Linked DNA regions of Arabidopsis thaliana: region 1 is linked to region 2. The links are chromatin contacts, called in public capture Hi-C maps. All regions are on one chromosome and are shown on one strand. The core of a region is the stretch at or near the end of the contact, and the rest is flanking DNA. Distances in the headings are between cores, read along the strand shown. Region 1 holds the start of CRK11 (cysteine-rich RLK (RECEPTOR-like protein kinase) 11). Region 2 holds the start of FZR2 (FIZZY-related 2).

Region 1 (3,763 bases), core at 591-3,090, 130 kb before region 2:
CATTAGAGCTCGTGGATCTAACCATATCAGAGAATTGTCAAACAGAAGAAGTTATAAGATGCATCCACATCGCACTCCTATGTGTTCAAGAAGATCCTAAAGATCGTCCCAACTTGTCAACAATCATGATGATGCTCACTAACAGTTCCCTCATTTTATCTGTTCCTCAACCACCTGGATTCTTTGTTCCGCAAAACAAAGAACGTGATAGCTTTTTGTCGAGCCAATTTACAATGGGATGTACTTCTCAGACTAAAAATGATGTAACCATTACAAATCTAGATCCTCGTTGAAGTTGCTGTTCCAATTGACAAATTGGAATTGTTACTGAAAACAACGCAGATTCCACATGTGAGGTATTATTTCACTTGAAAATGAAATGTGATGATCCATAGTTATGTAAGATTTGTGAGTCACTCAAAGTTATTTTTCATACAAACTCTTTATCATTTCTACATTGTAACATTGGTTTGTTGTATTGAAGATTTCTGATACGAATGGCTTCAAAATTTTATAAACATACCAATTCATGTATAGTAGTAACGCAAATGTTGTTATGCATGTAAAAAAGCTCTGTAAATTAGACGGATTCGGTTTGGCTTTACCGGTAGACGAATTTCTACGAATATTTACCCAAACCGGTTTATTTACTAAACCTATACCATATGAACCGGAAACCAAACGCTATTACCGACTTTTCTTCTTCACTCTCTTCGTCGGAATCAGCCTTTGCGCATTCTTCTGAGCTCGGATTTAGGGTTTAGCATTCTGGTTCTAATGGCGTTTAATGATATTGATTATCGGATTTGTTTGTGCTCTTTTGTTAGATTTTGATGTGTTTAATGGCATAATCACGATTTAGCTAAGGGCTCCGGGCCAACTGCGTTTTCCGGTGGGAAATGTAATCCGTCTCCGATGCTTATTTGGGGTAAGAGAGCAAACATGGGATAATACTGCATCAATTTGATAGACCTCTATCACTAATCTGTTGTGTCCTTATTTATAAGCTTTGGTAAATATGTGTGTTCATGATTTGATGATTAAATTATGTACAGCCAGCTTTGGAGGTCGAGCCAGTCTGCAAACAGGCCCACTTCCCAAACTATCAATGATGTAACCATTACAGATCTGGAACCTCGTTGAAGATAATTGAAACAGTCAGAAGCCATGTTTAGGTGTTTTATCTGTTTGTAGACTGGCTCGAAGTTATAAACAAACTCTATCAATGTCTACACTGTAATATCAGCCCTTTGTTATGAAATATTTTGCATTCTATTTGGACTCAATTGTTGCTGTTGTTACTCACACTAGTGGTTCGTTGCTACTCTGTTTCAGCCAATTACGACATGTTCTTCTGGTTTCGGCGTGATTCATATGTACGCATTCTTACATGACTCAACCCAAGAGACACTGATTAGGCTATAAATTGAGACGAACAGAACACAACGAAAAAAGGTATGCTAATCTTCTGTTTTTTTCTTTTAGGCTTTTACAATGCTTTGATTGCCAAATGTATATGTATAGTCTGGGAATGTGCTGAGCAGCCTATGACAAAAGCCGGTTTATTTGTGAAATTAATGACACTGACACTTTAGCCCAATACTTTTCTTGTTCCTCTCCATCTGCCTCTGCGTCACTGGGTTTGATTCTATGAATACTTTATCCTTTATGTCATTATCTGAGTCAACATTCCAATCAATATTCAACAACCCCCTTATTATATAATGTGAACAAAGAAAATATTATTGACTTTTAGCTTTTGACATTGACTTTGACTTTTGACACTCGTTTTCGTGACCATATTTGTAGGTTTCAGGACCACTGTCATCAATTTGACGAATTCAATATTTGAAAATTTTGGAGAGAAGCTTCGATTTTGCTTGTTTAAACTGGTAAGAAACGTACAGATGCGTCAAACACTAAACACAAAGATCTAGCTTTTGCTTTAATCTTCAAGAAACAATGAAGCAGAGGAGTTTGTTTTCAGTCCTCTGTTTTTTCTTCATAAGTTTTGGTGTTGCTTCAGTTTCAGCACAAACATGCACGACGGACAAGGGGACTTTCAGACCCAACGGTACTTACGACGTAAATCGCCGTCTCATCCTCTCTTCTCTTCCTTCAAATGTCACGGACCAAGACGGCTTATACTACAACGGTTCCATAGGACAACAACCGAACCGTGTCTACGCAATAGGGATGTGCATCCCAGGATCAACTTCAGAAGACTGTTCTGATTGTATCAAGAAAGAGTCTGAATTTTTTTTAAAGAATTGTCCTAACCAAACAGAGGCGTATTCATGGCCAGGTGAGCCAACGCTTTGCTATGTGCGCTACTCCAACACTTCTTTCTCAGGATCTGCTGATCTGAACCCGCGAAATTGGCTCACCAACACTGGAGACCTAGACTCAAATCTAACAGAGTTTACGAAAATATGGGAAGGATTAATGGGTCGTATGATTTCTGCAGCTTCCACAGCAAAAAGCACACCTTCTTCAAGTGATAACCATTACTCAGCTGATTCAGCAGTCTTGACACCTCTCCTGAATATATATGCATTGATGCAATGCACGCCGGATCTTTCCTCCGGTGATTGTGAAAACTGTCTGCGACAAAGCGCAATTGACTATCAGTCGTGCTGTAGCCAGAAGCGAGGAGGTGTTGTTATGCGGCCAAGCTGCTTTTTGCGGTGGGATTTGTATACATATTCTAACGCTTTTGATAATCTTACGGTGGCTTCTCCTCCTCCAGAACCTCCTGTGACTGTGCCACAACCTGCAGGTGATCAGGACAACCCGACCAACAATGGTTAGTCTTCCACCTGAGAAAACTATCATTGTAACAAAAAAACTTAAATATATGACATTGTTTTTCTATGTGTTGTGAGAAGATAGCAAAGGAATCTCAGCTGGAGTTGTTGTGGCGATCACCGTTCCCACTGTTATTGCCATCTTGATACTGCTGGTTTTAGGATTTGTTCTTTTCCGGAGAAGAAAATCCTACCAAAGAACTAAGACTGAATGTTAGTTTCTTTGTGTTTTACCTCTTTATTGTTTCCTTTCGTTATCAGCATGTATACTCCCGTAGCCAAGACGGGAAACACGAAACTAATACACCCATTCTTTGCAGCTGAAAGTGATATTTCAACTACAGATTCATTGGTATACGATTTTAAGACAATTGAAGCCGCAACTAACAAGTTTTCAACAAGTAATAAGCTTGGTGAAGGTGGATTCGGTGCGGTTTACAAGGTAACAAGGTCTCTGTTTTCCATTTTTTCTAAGTTCATATTGGTTTATGGAAATAACCAACAATGTTTGTTTCATTCATTGTACGTAGGGTAAGCTTTCTAACGGAACTGATGTAGCTGTGAAGCGACTGTCGAAAAAGTCAGGACAAGGCACAAGGGAGTTCAGGAACGAGGCTGTTCTTGTGACAAAACTTCAACATAGGAATCTGGTTAGACTTCTTGGATTCTGTTTGGAAAGAGAGGAACAGATTCTGATCTATGAATTTGTCCACAACAAAAGCCTTGACTACTTTCTTTTCGGTATGGTTCCTGTCAATAATTTTTCTTATTCAAAGGATCCTGCTTCAGCTTTATACTGATTGATTGTCGATATGTGCAGACCCGGAAAAGCAAAGTCAGCTAGACTGGACCCGGCGATACAAGATCATTGGAGGAATTGCTCGAGGGATTCTATATCTTCATCAAGATTCACGGCTCAAAATCATACATCGTGACCTCAAAGCCAGCAACATTCT
Region 2 (3,941 bases), core at 328-2,827:
CTCACCTTGCTGCTACAAGCATTCCATAAATACACACAGTTCCCTAGTCCCACTGCTAGAACATTTTGTGCAGACCAATCCACAAGATTCAGATAAAAATCATCTTGCAAGGCCGGTGCATCCAATACCTAAACAACAGAAAGAAGCCTCTGTTATCATCTGTAGCAACATTGCCTATAAACAAAATATCCAAAATCCAATAACAACATCAGGCTTTGCACATTTACAACCACACTAAAAACTATCGAAAAACAGTAAACAACAAACATTCTTCATCATCTAGATCACTCTACACTAGTAAAGACTACTCAAAACCTCTGTTATCAGATGTAGCAACATTGCCCACAAACAAATTACCCAAACCCAGTAACAAGATTTAACCTTTTCTAAATATACAACAACACTAAGAACAGTAAAACAACAAGCATTCTTCAATAATAGTTTCATCTAAGATCACATAACCTCAGACTCAAATTCTAGACCCTCAGAGACCAAAACATCACAAAGATCACAAATTGTTTCATGCATTATCGAAACCAAAGATCTAAAGTCAACGAGATCAAGAATCTAAGCTCCCCAACCCCCAAATCTACAGACATTACACAAAAACCCATCGAAGAAAAAAACAATCAATTCCACACAATGCACACAACCCACTTAAAAAACACAAGACATGATCCAGATTCAATGATCAAAACACCAAAATCTAAACAATGTATCAACCCCAGAATCAAAAATCGTCACCTTATACGGCGATCGCGGCACTTTCCTGGGAGCTTTAACAGGACCACTATGAGAAACACCAGGAGAATCATCATCAACACCAAAAGGAGAAAACGAATTCAAAGACCGATGAGTCTCCGTCTTAAACCTAAAAATATTCCTGGAAGAAGAAAACCCAGTAATATCTCTCTTCTCCGGCGTCTCAGGACCAAACATCGCCGCACGCAACAGAGTAGCGTAAGAGCCAGCTCCATCTTCCTTACCATCTTTACTAGGAGAAGGAGATAGATCGAAAAGAGCGAAATTGGATCCGGATCTACTGGGGATAAATCTATCAGAGTATATAGACCTTGATAGTGATGATGGTGATGGTGATTGAGATTGATTAGCATTGATTAATCGATTGATTCGTGACTCAAGTGAAACCACCGGAGTATTCATCGCCGGCGATAGGTTTCTCATAGATGAAGAATTCGAATTCGTTATCACATTGCTTGCTGTAGGATCTTCTTCTTCCATTGGTTTTTTTTTTTTGTTGACTCTTTTTTTTTCTTCAGATTGAACAAAAGGCTTTTTTGTTGAAGTGTTGTTGAAACATCTCTTTGTCCTTTTTATTGTAGTTTGGTTTTTTTAACTTAACTTTTTTACCTTTTTGCCAATTTTTTTTAATTATTTCCTTTTTCCCGGGAAATCTAAGGAAAAACAGAAAACGACATGTGAAGTTAAGCGGTGTGATTCAGGTGAGGACCGTGAGGTTTAAGCTTCTGATTCAATCTTAATCGTTGGATTAAGAGGAAAAGGTTTAATGGGCTTGAAGATGGGCCTAAATAGTTATGGATTAATGTCTGTTTTTGGCATTTTTTACTAAAAGCAGTTAAAACACTCTAGTGATCTTGTAGAAGAATCTTAGATGGCAGGCGTTGACAATATATAAAAATAGTTGATAAATGTTATAGATCTATGGACAAATCAAGCCAAAACATGCTGATTTTATATATTAAAAATTAGATCTGATTTGTATTTAATTGGTTTTTTAATTTCATATCTAAGAGAATTGTGAGACACAAAAGTACAGACCTAAAAACTTAAATAATAAAGATGTTCTAGAAATTTTTCCAAAAAGATATATACTAGTCAAAAATGGTTCAATGAAATTTTAGAAAAATACACTTATACAGTTATAAGAAATTAATTTTAATTTTCTTAATAAGCTAAAGTCTAAAATCTTAGAAAAAAAAAAATCTTAGTTTCATATCTTACAGAATTGAGATACAAAGTATAAACCAAAACTTAAATATCAAAGATATAAAAGAAAATTTACCAAAAAAATATTCAAAAAATAATCCAATCAAATATAACAAAAGACAATAGTTATAAGATTTTTTTTCTGTCAACTATAAGAAATTGATCAAATTATATCTATATTTTATTTTATTTTTTCTTAAACTAAATCACAAAAAACTGAAAGAAAAAGAAAAACAAAACCTTACTAAAATGAGTAAAAATTGATTGCAAGTTGCAATGAAGGTGGTGATTTGTTTATATTTCCGTACTTCGCATTAACAATAGCTTACTGGAGAAGATGCTTGTTGATGTGTAGGTGGAAAATTCTGTTAACTAGTCACAATACTGATAAAAGTATATTTTCTTCACTAAATCAGAAATATACATTTAATTAAAAAGTTGGAAAAAGAGATTAATAAATCAAAATGAAAAGAAAAAAATAAAGCTTACAGTATGAAAGTTGGGGGGACTCTCTGATTTTTTTAAATTTTTTTGCATAATTTCACTGACCATTTTATAGAAAATAAAAAAGAGAAAATTCTCCATTCTGTAAAAGTCTTTACTTTTAGTAAAAAGAAAACTAACGATTATAGCCGTTTAACCAAAAACTAAAAAAAAATGGATGAAATTTCATTTTGAAGCCATTGAAACTATTTCTACAAAACTATTTATCTTAAGATACTCAATTAACACAAAAAGAAGAAAAATCAGAAAACAAATGATAATTATGGATAATTACTATTCAAATGAGTGTTTTTATTATACCTATCATCGGAAATTCTAGGAAGAGTTCTAGTTCCAGGAGCAGTAGGAGCTCTAACATGACCCACCATTGACACCTGAAGAGCTTCTTCTTCATAAGCTCTTCTCTCCATTTCTTCTCTCATTGCTTTCTTCTTCCCCTTCACCAACATCGCCACCACTAACATTCCCAGCAGAATTGCTCCAATCCCTGACCCTATCACACTCCCCACCGCCACTTTCCAACGGCTCAACTTTCCTCCTCCGTTGCCACCATTCACCTCCGTCGATGATGCCACCACTCCACCACTACTACCACCACCTTCATGATCATCTTTTTGAGCTTCTGTCTTCATCACGAGAGCGTAATGCCCTTGTCTTGTACCTTTACACACATACGGCGAGACTTGCTCGCTAAACGTTGTGTTACTGTTGCTTGTAAAACACGCACACAAGACTGACGAGTTCTTCTTCGTAGGGTTAGGGCTAGTGTTATTAGTTGCCTTGTTGATCAAGAAATCGATTAAGATTGGGTTTTGATCGGTACCTACAACATTAACCTCGTAAGGGTTCCTGGCCACACCGTCAGGGTTAGCATTATAAGCCAACAAACCAAGAACCGGTGACACGAGCTTGTAATTGTAACCGGATAAGTTATAACCAGTAGAGTAGATTGAAGACCAATTCGAACCAAAGTTTTGTCTAATTAGCATGACTCTCTCCGGACATGGCTCCACCGTAAGGCCTGAACCGATGTGAAACTCTCCAATTTTTGCGCCATATCTTCTCAAACTCCCACACCTTAACTTGACCGTGTCAATATCGATACCAGAGAAATTAGAAGGGAGATAGATTTTCTGAGTGACGCCTGTGTTGAAATTGAGCTTAAAGTTTCTAATGGTGTAATCTCTGATCATGAGATCAAGAAGATGTGTAGATTGAATCAATTGAGACTTAGATTGGTGGAATGATAAGAGAAGTATCATGATGATGATACAAAAAGAGAATGAATCCATAAGAGGAACAAGAGAATCTAGGGTTTACAAGAGGAAGTGAAGATAAGAGGAAAGAAAGAAAGTTTTGATGGTGTTTTTACTTTTGTGGGGGATGTGTGTTTTGGGACACAAACATTATAAACACTTACACTTCATTTGTCAGATTTCTCTTTTACCTTTATAGAAGACATGATCTAA

Evidence for each region. Capture Hi-C pulls out chosen DNA fragments and counts their contacts.
Region 1: a contact with region 2 is called in a capture Hi-C map of seedling, with 1.7 times the contacts expected there. A contact is called at or near these places in 2 of 3 other capture datasets (root and seedling).

Annotation. Positions count from the first base shown.
Region 1 is chr4:12,141,910-12,145,672 of TAIR10.1, reverse strand. CRK11 (cysteine-rich RLK (RECEPTOR-like protein kinase) 11) reads left to right here and starts at 1,840. Exons shown (of 7, transcript NM_118448.4): 1 at 1,840-2,806; 2 at 2,889-3,020; 3 at 3,128-3,249; 4 at 3,338-3,548; 5 at 3,628-3,763. The coding sequence starts at 1,963. It overlaps CRK12 (cysteine-rich RLK (RECEPTOR-like protein kinase) 12), which reads left to right. Exons shown (of 7, transcript NM_001341584.1): 7 at 1-638. The coding sequence ends at 293. It also overlaps AT4G23205.
Region 2 is chr4:12,010,044-12,013,984 of TAIR10.1, reverse strand. FZR2 (FIZZY-related 2) reads right to left here and starts at 1,577. Exons shown (of 8, transcript NM_118420.5): 1 at 745-1,577; 2 at 6-128. The coding sequence starts at 1,242. It overlaps AT4G22900 (transmembrane protein, putative (DUF1191)), which reads right to left and starts at 3,905. Exons shown (of 1, transcript NM_118419.3): 1 at 2,357-3,905. The coding sequence starts at 3,764. The coding sequence ends at 2,733.